2 separate regions of the Sus scrofa genome follow, and region 2 is linked to region 1. Evidence: chromatin contacts called from public Hi-C data. All regions are on one chromosome and are shown on one strand. The core of a region is the stretch at or near the end of the contact, and the rest is flanking DNA. Distances in the headings are between cores, read along the strand shown.

Evidence for each region. Hi-C and Micro-C count contacts between places; a contact is called where the count stands out from the background.
Region 2: a Hi-C map of omental adipose tissue shows a contact between it and region 1, with 1.7 times the contacts expected there. The contact joins the enhancer-like site here to the promoter of SH3BP2 in region 1. A contact is called at or near these places in 1 of 5 promoter capture datasets (fetal liver), 15 of 47 Hi-C or Micro-C datasets (alveolar macrophages, brain, embryonic fibroblasts and 9 more) and 2 of 2 datasets of contacts at active chromatin or transcription factors (alveolar macrophages and skeletal muscle).

What each region holds. Positions count from the first base shown.
Region 1 is chr8:1,579,013-1,585,618 of Sscrofa11.1, forward strand. SH3BP2 (SH3 domain-binding protein 2) reads left to right here and starts at 4,157. Exons shown (of 11, transcript XR_002346534.1): 1 at 4,157-4,290.
Region 2 is chr8:1,667,389-1,674,557 of Sscrofa11.1, forward strand. ADD1 (alpha-adducin) reads left to right here. Exons shown (of 17, transcript XM_013978492.2): 4 at 3,168-3,330. Among named protein-coding and RNA genes, the nearest start is that of ADD1, 44 kb to the left of the region's middle. Within about 2 kb of position 1,998, at least 5 of the 83 cell types and tissues checked have an H3K27ac peak or open chromatin away from gene starts, as enhancers often do. A contact at or near this core is called in embryonic fibroblasts and omental adipose tissue, where this site is marked.

The sequences.
Region 1 (6,606 bases), core at 2,907-5,406:
GCGGCAGGAGAGGCTCCCAGAGAAGGCTGGAAAAATGAGGTGCTGACTTCCAGATGTGTTAAGCTATGATGTTTTGTTAGTTTTTTGTAGGGTTTTGTTTTTTCGTTTTTTGTCTTTTTCAGGCTGCCCCTGTGACATACGGAGGTTCCCAGGCTAGGGGTTGAGCTGCAGCTGCCGGCCTACGCCACAGGCACAGCAATGCCAGATCCTTTAGCCCAGAGCGAGGCCAGGATCCTAGGTCCTCATGGATCCTAGTCAGGTTTGCTTCCGCTAAGTCACGCTGGGAACTCCGAGCTATGATGTTTCCTCCCTTCCTCCCTCCCTTCCCTCCTCTCTCCCTTCCTTTCCTTTCTTTCTTGCTTGCTTGCTTGCTTGCTTTCAGGGCTGTACCCATGGCATGTGGAAGTTCCCGGGCTAGTGGGCAATTCAGAGCTGCTGCTGCCAGCCTATGCCACAGCCAAGCCTGTGATGTTTATTTTTTTCTCACTGTGCCTGTGGTGCATGTAAGTTCCTGGGCCAGGGATTGAACCGGAGACACCATAGCTGTAACCAAGGCCACAGGAGTGACAGTACCAGCTCCACCAGGGAGCTCCAAGCCTGTGATGTTTGAAGACATCCGGGGAGAGCCCCTGAGTGGGCCTTGAGTCATCAGCCTGACACAGTCACCACAGTGGCTGGCGGTGACTTTGGGCACAGTCAGGGCTCACGCAGGTGCTGCTTAAAGCCGGAGGCAATGCCCTGAGTTGGCAGCAGATCTTGCCCTCCCCATCCTGATCTTAGCAGGGCCCTGCCCCCACCCACAGACTGCAGCTGCCTCTGAATGCTCTGGGCCCTGGCACAATCCATCAAATCTGCAGCCACGGCTATCCCAGCAGAGTGCATGGCAGCGGGGACAGGTCCTGCTCTCTGGTTATTGTCCCAAGAATATAGTTCAGGTGTCACCTGTGTGCTTTTTTTTTTTTTTTTTTTAGGGTCTCACCTGCAGCATATGGAAGTTCCCAGGCTAGGGGTCACCACAGCCACAGCACCAGGCTGGCCTACACCACAGCCACAGCACCATCAAATCTGAGCCACGTCTGCGACCTACACCACAGCTCATAGCAATGCTGGATCCTTGACCCACTGAGTGAGACCAGGGACTGAACCCCCATACTCATGGATACTAGTCAGGTTCATTACCACTGAGCCACAAGGGGAACTCCCCACCTGTGTACTTAAAACATGGACATGCGCTTCGGAGGTCCTCCACACCTCCCCCTGCCCAGCCAGGGGGCCTCCCCCCAACCCAGCCCCGCTCCGCTGCAGCACTGGCCTGCCACCCTCCCTGAGGCAAGATCCTCCTCACCCACACGGGTCCTACCAGCTCCACTGGCCTCTGCCTCCTGTAGTTCCTGGCTGGGCAGGCTGCTCCAAGCTGCCCTGAGGTCCTCCAGGGTCCCCTCCCCCTGGCCGGCTGGGGCTGGACGGGGAGGAAGGACAGGGACAATGTACGTGGGTGGTCGGAATCTGTCCACAGTAGAGGCTGTCTGGAGGTGGATTTGTACTCCTGGGGGACAATTCTCTGGGCCACCTTGTCTGTCCAAACTGTCTGCAGTGACCCTGACGGTGAGGCCTCTCCTGGCTTCTGTCACCTCGAGTTTGGCATCTAAAGCCAGCCCCTGCCCGCCCTGCCCTTCCACGAGCCACAGGATGCGGATTTCCCCGCATCGGCTCAGGGTGCCCAGGGTCCCAGTGCGGGGGCTGCTGAGCCAGGCCTCGGGGAGCACGCGTGTCCAGCCTGGAGGTAATGAGCCTGTCAGGGGCTCCAGCCGGTGGAGCCAGCACTGAGCTCCTCCACGTGGAGTCCTGTTTCAGGAGTAGGGTGACCAGGGGGTGCCGATGGTGGCTGAGTCTGCTCACCTCCATGATGGCCTCTTGGGGCCGGGAGAGGGAGATTTCAGGACCTCTGGGGTCCAAGTTGAGCCCTGAGAGGGGGCTGTGCTGTGGGTGGGTGCAGTTACAGGGCAAGGGGTGGCCCTGGGCCCGGCAGGGTGAGCATCTTAGGGCTGAAGGGCTGGGGTGCTGGGCACTCTGCTTGTTCCCATCCTCCATCAAATTCTCCTGCCACCCTAGCAGATGGCCCCCCTAGTTTCATAGTTGAGGAAACTGGGGCCCTGTTGTCTGAATACTCTCCCATAGCCTCGCCTGCCTCTGGGTGCCCCTCTCTGGTTTGGCTCTCTCTCGACTGTGGTCCCGCCTTGGTCCCGGTCTCCTTCCAGGGGGCGCAGGCATCTCCCCCAGGCCTGCGCTCATGGCCTGGTCCCCTGGCTCTGGCCTTTCCCACTTGCCCCCACGCTCAATGTCTCTGACTCCATGTGTGCTGCTGCGCCCAGGCCTCCTCTTTCTGGGGCCTGGGACCCACACCTGGGCAGCTCTGGACAGGTGGACATGGCCCATGTTCAGCTACAACTCTGGGCACCCCCACAGCCTGGGACTCTCGGACTCAGCCTAACCCAGTTCTAGCCCCTGGCTGCTCCCCATCCTGCCTGTTCAGAGCGGCTGGTCCAGCGCCTGCTGTGGCTGCCCTGCTGGACTTCCGCCCTTCATGCCCAGTGCCACACAGAGGGGCAGACCTTGGCCTCCCACCTGGACAATCCAGCCTCGGTGCGCTGGCCTTCTGCCCTCCCCATAGCCTCTTCAGCCGCCAGCCAGATCCTATCCTTCCCCTGTTTACTGCTTCCTGGGCTCTGGGACCAAGGATCCCAGCCCCCTCCTCAGGCCTTTCTCTGGAAGCTCCAGTCCCCTACAAACGTGCCCGCCGTACTGCTTCTCCCTGGGACACCTCCTCCCTATCTCCACCACTCACACCGCCCTTTAGGACGCCCCTCCAGGAAGCCAGTTCCTCCCAGGAAGCCCTTTCTGCAAGATCTGACAAGCTCCCTTTCCCCCAGGGCCCTGCCCCTTAAACAGAGTGATCTGCGTCTAAAGCTGGACTCATGTTCCCCATCCCCCCACAACTTCTGGGAAGGACCTTGGTTGGGAGCCTCCCAGGAGGCAAAATTAATTTATTTACTTGTTTATTTTTGGTCTTTTTAGGGCCACACCTGGGGCATATGGCAATTCCTAAACTAGGGGTCTAACTGGAGCTACAGCTGCAGGCCTACATCACAGCGACAGCAACGCCAGACTTGAGCTGTATCTTCGATCTACGCTACAGCTCAATGCAATGCCAGATCCTTAACCCACTGAGCGAGGCCAGGGAACAAACCTGCAACCTCATGGTTCCTAGTCGGATTAGTTTCCCCTGCACCACAAAGGGAACTCCCAGAGGCAAAATTTAAAGTACCCTGTTTTCTGGGCCTCCCAGTGTTGGAATCAGACCCCTGGGCCAAGAGAGTCCAGACCTGGTACAAGGACTGTGTCCTGGCTTCAAAGTGGCGGAAAAATGCCCTAGAGACTCTTCTGAAATAAGGGCCAGGTTCCGAAGTTTGGGTTCCCAGCAAGACTTCTTCCTGGGGCAGGGGAGGGGTCATCCCATGCCCCTGTCCCTCCCTTCCAGACCTGAGACCAAGGAGGCAGGGATGGGGTCCGCGAGGGACATGGCCTCCTCCTACAGGATCAGGATCAGCGGGTTGGAGGACGACACCCCCTCCGGTGGGGCCACCGGCTGTCATTGAGCAGGACACGCACTTGCATTTACTGAACCCTAGAGGGTGCCTGTGCAGGGATGGTGGGTCCACACGTGCAGCCAACTCCTGCCTTCTCCTCCTGGGGAGCAGGAGTGTGGAAAGGTGGGAGACCCCCAGACTCTGAGGTCCTGATCCCCACCCTGCGCCCAAACCTCGAACCCCGAGGACTGCGGGCTGCATCGCGTCCTTCAGATCGCAAAAGGAGTCGGCGAGGTGGGCCCCGGGGGCCAGAGGACTCGGGCCGGGTGCGTGGGGGTGGGGGAGGGGAGGAGACTAAAGGGGCAGGGTCGTTTCGAAGGGGCGGGGCCCGGAGCCGGGCAACGCGGCGCCGGGCGGGAGTGGGCGGGACCAGGTCGAAGGGGCGGGCCGGGAGGGTGGGGGCGAGGCGCGGAGGCGGGGGTGGGCGGGGCCCGACGCGCTGGGGGACTGAGGGAGCCGGGCCGGGGGGGCGGGGCGGGGCAGGAGCCTGTGGGGGGCGGGGCCAGCCAGGAGGGGCGGGCCCAGCTCCGGGAGGGATCCAGCTCCTGGCTACCTCCCGGCGGGCGCGAACGCCGGGCCGCCGAGGCGGGATCCGCTGCCGGACGCAGGGCCCTGACGCGGGCTGGGAGCAGAGCCTCGGCAGGTAAGGCTGGGCGGCGGGCATGGACGGGAGGGGCGCGATCGCGTCCGGAATCCCAGGGGCCAGGGTCCTCGCTGTAGGACGCGCGGGGCGGTCAGTTCTAGCGCCCGCCCAGACTCGGAGCACCACTGCCTGAAATGAGCGGGTTCGAGGTGTGCCTGGGGTGCACCCTGGAGGCCTAGGGGCGGGGGGCGGTGGCGTTGTATCTGTTCCGCACCCCCACCCCGTCCCTCTAGCCCCCACTTCCCTAGCCCCCTGGGGCTGGCCGACGGCCGCAGGCCCCATTACACGTACGCGACCGGCCTCTGAAGGCCCAGGCCCGGAATTTGCCTCCACCTCCTCCCGGTAATGCAAACTTTCCTTCCCTCAGCCTGTGTGCCGCGGAGGGTGGAGAAAAGCCGCCTGTTGGAGAATTCACACCGAAGTGTGAGTGACTGATAGCCCCATGGCCTAGGGGTGTCTGCGACTCTTATTCTGGGGAACAGTGAGTGTCTGGGGGTTGGGGACAGCCTTCCTTCCACATGTACCCGGCCCTCCCAGCAGCCCAGCTCTTTCCCTGCTGCTCCTGGCCTCTGCTTCCCCTGGTGAAGTGTTGATAGTCGCTGTGGCTGGGGTTCTGAGCTGGCCTGTTGGAGCAGCGTTCAGCCAGAGCCCGCTCCCTTTGCCACCCTGCGGGACCCTGACTGCCTCACATCTTCCCTGAGTGCCTCACTTTGCCCGTATGTCAGCTTTGGTGACTTCTATACTTGCTGGTCAGGTGGCCATGCTGAGTAAAGTGCCCCTTATAAATGCCCTTGGCCTGGGTTGGGGGGTCTGTGTGGGACCTCTGGGATTGCATGTTATCTGACGATGACACGTGAAACGAGGCTCCAGCACCGAAGGGGCTCAGGAAATGTTGCTTTGCCATAATGATGAGAAAATGTGAGAATATTTTGAGCACAGTCTGATGACCAGGGGGCACGGCAAGTCCTGGAGTAGGGGTAGGTTTCCAGGTTTAAGTCTAGCCCAGCACTGATGCAGTGTGGCCCTGGGGCAGCCCCCTGGCCCCGGCTCTGTGGGACCAGAGGAGGGGACTGGGCTCTGTTACCCGCTGGCCCTCCTCCACTGTGACTTGTACCCAGGACACCCCTGCAGAGGGCCCTCCAGGAGCCAGGGCTCCACTCTGGGTGGGCCAGGGGGCCAGGATGGAGGCGCCAAGGGGTAGGGACCCCGTCAAATTCCACTTCCTTGCACCCCGACTCTGCCACTTGGCTGTGTGTGGGGCACACCCTAGCCAGGGGGACAGGCAGAACAGATGGGTAGATGGCCGAGTCTAGTCCCCTTTGGCTGTTTGGAGAGAGGGGTGCTGATACAGCCTAGCCTTTTTGGGGGGCGTCCCCCAGGCCTACAGGCTCAGGGAGGAACCCGACGAGGAGGCCAGCCTGGGAAAAGTAGGAGGATGGGTGACTCCAGGCTGCCCTTGGCCCTTCTTGTTCACGTGGACAGAGGAAAGTGAGGTGCTGAGTCAGCCCCCATCGCCCCCCCAACATGGATGCACACAAGCTTGCAGGCCTCCATGTGGGAAGGCTGAAGGGGTGCAGAGAGACAGTGGCCCAGCCTTTGTCACAGAGGGGCTGGGTTCTGACTTTGAATCTGGCAGCCACCATTTACCAGCCGGGTGATCTTAGATGGCTGTGACTGTCCAGGGGCTGGTGGTGGCACATGGTTAGTGTTCAGTGACAGTGAGCTGCTGCTGGGGGTGATTTTCCTGGCCCCGAGGGCTTGAGGACAGGGATGGTTGGGCCTCCTGGGCTTGGGAGTGGGGGTGGGGCTGGGCCTGGAGAGGCCTGGGGCAAAGGTAGGCTCCCAGGTCCCTGCCTGCTTGGGTCTCACGGCAAAGGCCCAAGCCTCTCAGGAGTGGCCAGGCCCAGGGAGGTACCTGGGTCCTCCTGGCTTCTGTCCTTGACGCCCTATTATGGGACACCTGCCCTCTTCTCACTGGCTGGCTAGAAGGTGGCCTCAGGAGTTCCTGTTGTGGCTGAGCGGGTAATGAATCTGACTCGTGTCCGTGAAGATGCCAGTTTGATTCCTGGCTTCGTTCAGTGGGTTGGGGATCCCGTGTTGTCATGAGCTGCGGTGTAGGTCACAGACGCAGCTTGGGTCCCATGTTGCTGTGGCTGTGGCATAGGCTGGCAGCTGTAGGTCCGATTTGACCCCTAGCCTGGGAACTTCCATAGGCCACAGGTACGGCCCTAAAAAGCCAAAAAAAAAAAAAAAAAAGTAGGTGGCCCCAGTAAGAACCACTCAGTATGTGGTTCTTTAATTACCCCAGGGAACATG
Region 2 (7,169 bases), core at 748-3,247, 86 kb after region 1:
GTAGGAGATGTAGGAGATGTTTATTTCTCCTTTTTACTACTCACTGCTGCTCTGGAGAGTTTTGGGGTTTTTTTTTTTTTTTGTTTTGTTTTGCCTTTTTTTTTTCAGGCCACACCTGGGGCATATGGAAGTTTCCAGGCTAGGCTTGAATCAGAGTTACACCACAGCCACAGCAGTGTGGGATCCGAGCCATTCCTGCGACCTACACCACAGTTCACAGCAGTCCGGATCCTTAACCCATTTAGCGAGGCCAGGGATTGAACCCACATCCTCATGGATACTAGTTGGGCTTGTTACCACTGAGCCACAATGGGAACTTCCTCTGGAGAGTGTTTATAAATTGGGACCATTTCAAAACTACTCTTTCCTCCAGTACCACCTAGCTTGCTGCTAGACACTTAGGAGATCTTAACAGTACCTGATTGTTGATTGATTTTACCTTTAAGTTATGGTTGGCATTTGAACCACAATCACACCCAACTAAGTGTCCTCTGTCTGCATCTTCAGGTAAAGCACTGCTGTTTTCATAGTTTACTCATGTTGATGCTGCTGCCTTTGTGCGTGCTTCATTCTTTTTATCCTTTTAATCTGTTTTTGTTTTATTTTGTTAACATTTTGGGGTGTCACTTGGCAGATAGCACATTGAATTAAAAAAAAATGTTGGTCATCTCCATTTTCAAGGAACTGGGCATTTAGCAGTAAACAAAGCATGTGAAGCTTATTTGTTTGGTTGTGAATGGTATTCATATGTTATTCCTCAATAATAGAACTTACCGTGAAGTACTCAAGTCTTAAGTACACAGCTTGATGAATTTTGATAAATACATGACAACTGTGTAAACACCCAGATGAGTCTCAGGCTGTGCAGTCTAGTTGAAGGAGATAACCAGTAAAGGACAAACAGCGCAGTCGGAGTGCAGCTGGATGATGAGATTGAGTACGACTGTGCTCAGACCAGGCCTCTCTGAATGAGGACGATTTAATCCGAGTGCCGAACGACAGTAGGGAGCCAGCCTTGCAGGCATCAGGGGGAGAGACATTCCGGATTGAGGGAGCAGCAGATGCGAAATTCCTGAGATAGGAATGAGCTTGAAAGAGTCAAAGGACAGCCAGTGTGGTCTGAGCACTCGCACAAGGAGGGGGGTGCAGTGGGTTGGAGGAGGGAGCAGGCGTGGAGGCTGGCGAGCTCAGCTTGGGAGTCTGTTTTGCACTGAGTACAATTGAGAGTCGTTGGAGAGCTGCAGTTGGGACCAGCACAGTTCTGTCTTTGAACAACTCACACTGGCTTTGGTAGAGAGAGAGCGTCACATGGGGCGAGAGAGAAAGCCGTCTTCCAAACAAGAGGTAATGGTAGCTTGGGACACTGGTGGTGGTGGATGTGGAGAGAGGTGGACTCGTTTAAGTTTCATTTTGAAGGTAGGATAAATAGCATTTGCTGATGGATGGGGAAGAAAGCGGTGAGAGGAAAAATCAGGTTAACATTGGCTTGAGCGGTTTTCGTGTGCAAAAGCAACAAGAAACCAAGTAAAAATCACAAAGGACAGAGTGAAGAAACTAAACCCAGCACACCTACTATGTGCCAGGCACTGGGCGTGCAGAGATCCAGGGAAGTCGCTCCCCTGTTGTTTAGAACACAGCGCCAGCATGTTGCTGACCTCAGTCGCTGTGGGAGCTTGGACAGAGAAAGGTCATTCGTGAAAAGACGATTAGAGTCTGGGGTTTACTTAATAGAACGTCCTGGTGTTGGTTTCTCGGTTTTAGGAGTGAGGCCCGTCCAACCACAGTTTGGAGTGGGGAGGCCCACTGTGTGGGCATGGACGCTGATGGGTGGGTGGGTGTCAGAGGGAGCCTGTGGAAGTTTCCTTCAGATCGATTCTCTGTTCTCAGCGGAACAGCAAGTGCGGTGGTCTGCCGACAGTGAGCCCGGGGAGCCGTGCAGAGACTGCGTGGGGCGTGGGCGAGGGGCTGGTCCCTGGTTTCATGCAAAGGGTGCGCTCAGCGCAGTGGTCATGCATTTACAGCGAGGCCGTGCAGCATGGCCCGGGTTTTCCCTCCAGCCCCTTTCAGCATCAGCAGCATGAGTAGAAACAGAGAAGAGTTGAACTTGGCGAGGGTGGGGATTTTGCGGGATGAGATGGCGGAGAGTTGAAGTTGTAAGCAAGGGAAGGGTCAGCCTGTTAAACCACGGGTCTGATGTGAGTGAGGGGAGTCGGGACACGGGGAGGGTGAGGGATGGTGAAGGTGAGGTCTTAGGATCACAACGGGCTTGAAGGGAGGCTGAGCTGGACACCAGGAAAGGCTGATGGAGAGCACACGCCTGGCTCTGAGATTGAAGAGGGCCCAGGTACTAGGAAAGGGGAGGTCTCTAGGGCGTGACCGTAGAAATAGAAGGCCAGGTGAGTTGAGTGACAGGGTCACTGGAGGGGAGGTGATCAGGAGGCTGAGAGGCGAAGGAGTGGACCTCAGGTTGAACCTCAGGAGTCAGGACCAAGCAGGCACGCAAGGTCATTGGTGGTGCCTGTTAGTCGGGGCCAGAATCTGGAACGGAGGTGGGCGACTCCAACCTCACAGGTCATTGCCAAGCTCAGCTCTCTACTGCGCGCACAGGTCATCTGAATGCTTTGGACGGATACAGAGGTCCCCTTGTACTGTGGATTTTCTTCTTTTTTGTGTCTTCCTTCTTGAGGTTTAAGTTCCTTGATGGCAAAGCTGTTCTTTTCTGTCTGTGTTCTCAGCGCCCAGAACAGTGTTATTTAATTTTTTTCAGCCTTTCATGTTGAACTGGTGCATAGAATTCCCCTGACTCATATTTATTCAGTCCTCTGCTTGTGAAATGTAGACTGCTTGCTGTTTTCCCTGTAGTAGTTGTACTGGGATGTATATCCTTGTGAATAAGTCTTTGAGCACATCTCTGATTAGTTCTAGAAAAGACACGGAGGAATAGGAAGTGCCTTTCCAAAGTGTTAAGCCTCTGTATTGTTAAATTCCTTTCCAGAGAGAATGTACTAATTTATGCGGCAAGAAGTGAGATGTATGAGAATATCCACTTCCTTTTCCAGCACTGGATGAAAACAAACAAAAAGACTGATCTTTGTAATGGTTAGCCCTGCCTTCCCAAGGAACAGAAAAGAAGTGGTGTCTCATTGTTCTGATCTGGCTTTTATTAGGCTTTCTGTGAAGAGTTGGAATCAATGATACAGGAACAGTTCAAAAAGGGGAAGAACCCCACAGGCCTGTTGGCGCTACAGCAGATAGCGGATTTTATGACGACAAACGTGCCGAATGTGTACCCAGCAGCTCCGCAAGGAGGGATGGCTGCCTTGAACATGAGTGAGTACTTCCTGACTGGGCATGGGCTCTGCCAGCCTCCAGGTGAAATTTCCTGATGCTTTTTTTTATGTCAGGTAGATGAGCACACAGTATGTAATACATAGAACTGAGTTTTTTTAAAAAATGTTTTATTATTCCCACTGTGACATGGTGGGTTCATGGTCCGGTTTGTCTCCGTGGCGCTGCTGGCTCAGTCCTGAGCCCAGCACAGTGTGTTAACACAGCTGTGGTCTAGGTCGCACATGCGGCTCAGATTCAGACCCTGGCCAGGCAACTTGATGTGCAGCAGGGGAAATGATAGGGCTGAGAATGGCTTGACCGTAGAGGGTTCCTTTTTCTATGAGCCAGTGAGACTCTTACTTCTTAGGCAGATGACTTTTATCAGACCCTTTGTGAGTTAAGAAAAACTAATCAGAAATAATGCTTGTGGGTAGTAATTTGATTTTGCCTGAACTTATTTCAGCCAGGTCAACTTTTATCTACCATTCCCTACTATTGCTTGTAAATGAGTAAGAAACAGAGAAATTCAAAAGAAAGCCGGAAGAAAAATGTTAGTTGTGCAGAGATGGAGCTTTGCCATGGCTGTTGAATTTGAAAGCATTAATGGGACCAGTGGAGCCCAGGGTAGATTGAGCATCAGCTAATCTGACCTTCTGTGTGCCGTGCCCTGGGTCAGTCTCTCATGGTTCTAGTTGGGTAATCAGCTTCTGATTGACTCACAGAAGGTACTGGTTTCTGTTAGAGCACCTGCCATTTGCTGTTTACCTGTCTGTTCTGTGGAATTCTTAGAAGTTGCTTGAGGGAGTTCCCATTGTGGCTGAGTGGTTAACGAATCCGACTAAGAACCATGAGGTTGCGGGTTCGATCCCTGGCCTTCCTCAGTGGGTTAAGGATCCAGTGTTGCTGTTAGCTGTGGTGTAGGTTGCAGACATGGCTTGGATCCCATGTTGCTGTGGCTGTGGTGTAGGCCGGCGGCTACAGCTCCGATTAGACCCCTAGCCTGGGAACCCTCACATGTCACGGGAACGGCCCTAGAAAAGGCAAAAAGACCGAGGGAAAAAAAAAAAAAGAGGTTGCTTGGCATTCACCAGAATGATAATGTCATTAATAGCTAGAGAGTAATAAGAATCACATTTAATTTACTGAAGTTGAATGGTAGCCACTAGGTTTTCATGTTTTCGCATGGATCCTGCATGGATTCTAGTGATATTTATATGAATTAGATGATAAAGAACAATGTAATATATTTACTTGTATATTGTCTTCCAATCAGATATAAGGAAACTTTATTGCAGTAGTGCCACATAAAAACAGAAAAGAAGGAAAAACAAAATCTAATTTGTTTTAATTATATCTAATAATTCGTTTAATTGTATCTAATAGTTTGTTTCTTAAATACAAAAATCTTTTTTTTTTTTTTTGTCTTTTAGCCATTTCTTGGTCTACTCCCGCAGCATATGGAGGTTCCCAGGCTAGGAGATGAATCAGAGCTGAAGCCGCAGGCCTACCTACACCACAACCACGGCAATGTGGGATCCGAGCCTCGTCCGAAACCTACACCACAGCCCATGGCAACGCCGGATCCTTAACCCACTGAGCAAGGCCAGGGATCGAACCCACAACATCATGGTTCCTAGTCGGATTCATTAACCACTGAGCCACGACGGGAACTCCTAAATACAAAACTCTTAGCCTTTGTTGTAGAATCTAACATATGTAGATGGCATGGGGCAAATGACACGGAACTTAGGGATGATTCTAAGGTGAAGGCCATTCCAGTCACCATCCTGGTGAAGAGCTCTGCAGCTTGTTTAGGAAAGGGAACCCTTCACAGTGAGAGGTTGGTTTCCTGCCATGCTCTGACATGAACAATCAGTAGCATTTCTTTCTTTTTCTTTTTTTCTTTCCTTTTTTTTTGCTTTTTAGTTCCACACTCGCAGCATATGGAGGTTTCCAGGCTAGGGGTCTAATCGGAGCTACAGCTGCCGGCCTGCACCACAGCCACAGCAACGCCAGATCCAAGCCGCGTCTGCGACCTACACCACAGCTAACGTCACACTGGATCCTCAACCCACTGAGTGAGGCCATGGATTGAACCCTCATTCTCATGGTTCCTAGTTGGATTCGTTTCTGCTGTGCCACAATGGGAACTCCCTTTTTTTTTTTCCCTGCTCCTGTGGCATGCAGAAGTTCCCAGGCCAGGGATCAAACCTGTGCTATAGCAGTGACAACACTGGATCCTTAACCTATTAGACTACTGGGGAACTCTCATCTGTCTTCTTTAACTTTCACTTTTTCTCAGATTCTTTTTATCACTTTATTTCTTTGTGATTTAAAAAGTTTTTCTTTTTCGGTTTTCTTTTAATTTAGAACTTATTTTTAAAATTATTAATTTATTCATATCTAATTCCTTTTACATTCTGGCCCTCATTTCTGAATTTTTCTAATGAAAATTGATTTGTACCATCCTTGTGAACCTGGTCTGAATCCCACTTGGTCGTGCTGTATGGTCTTTTTTATATGTTGTTGGATTCAGTCGGCCACAATTTTGTTGAGAATTTTTATCTCTATATTCATCAAAGATATGGGCTGTGATTTTCTCTTTTTGTGTGTGTGGAGGTTCTCAGGCTAGGGGTCCAATCAGAGCTGTAGCCACCGGCCTACACCACAGCTCACAGCAATGCTGGATCCTTAACCCACTGAGCAAGGCCAGAGATGGAACCTGCAACCTCATGGTTCCTAGTTGGATTCGTTAAACACTGAGCCACCTGGGAACTCCATAATTTTCCTTTTTGGTGGTATCTTTGGTTTTGGAATGCCTTTTTTTTTTTTTTTTTTTTTTTCCTGGTGTTTGCTTTTTTTTAATTTTTTTATTACTCAAATGAATTGATCACATCTGTAGTTGTATAATGATCATCACAATCTGATTTCACAGGATTTCCATCCCACAGCCCAGGCACATCCTCCCACCCCCCAAACTGTCTCCTCTGGAGACCATAAGTTTTTCAATGTCTGTGAGTCAGCATCTGTTCTGCAAAGAAGTTCCGTCTGTCCTTTTTTCAGATTCCACATGTCAGTGAAAGCGTTCGATGTTGGTGTTGGACTGTCTTTCTTTCTATGAAATAATAGGTTGTAATTTACATTTGTTTTCTGGACATGTCTGGTGTGCTTTTGTTATATGTAGGAATGGGATTCTGCCCTTTTACTTCTTTTAATAATTTTTGTGTGGTATTTGATCATGATGTTTTTCTGTTCGTTTTTACATGAAATTAATTTTCCCTTAGGAATTTGGTTCAGGAGTCCTGGCTCTAGAGCTCCCTCTTCTGCTGTTTTGGTGAAGTGCTAAAAACAGGCAGCTTATGTCTGTCATGAAATGGGTTCTGTTCTCCTCCCTTTTGCTTTTATCTGGATCTTTTCTTTTCTCTCCTCTCCACCCCTGCCCTCCCCTCCTCCATCCCCTCTTTTTTATCTTAGATAAAAAAAATTTTTTTAAGGGCTGCACCCATGGCATGTGGAAGTAAGTTCCCAGACTAGGGCCCAAATCAGCTACAGACGCCAGCCTACACCCCAGCCACAGCAACTCGGGATCCTTAACCCATGATCGACGCCAGGGATTGAACCCGTGTCCTCATGGAGGCTACTTGGGTTCATTAACCACTGAGCCACGATGGGAACTCCTTAACTTTAATCTTCTCAGGATTAGAGAGAAGCTTTTCTCTTTTTCTGTTTGATTGTTCTTTGCTTTTATCTTTTTTATTCCTTTTTTTCTCTTTCTTTTTGCATTTATTTTGCTCTTTTTCCAGTTTTGTAAGATAGAAACCTAGATCATTTTAAAACAC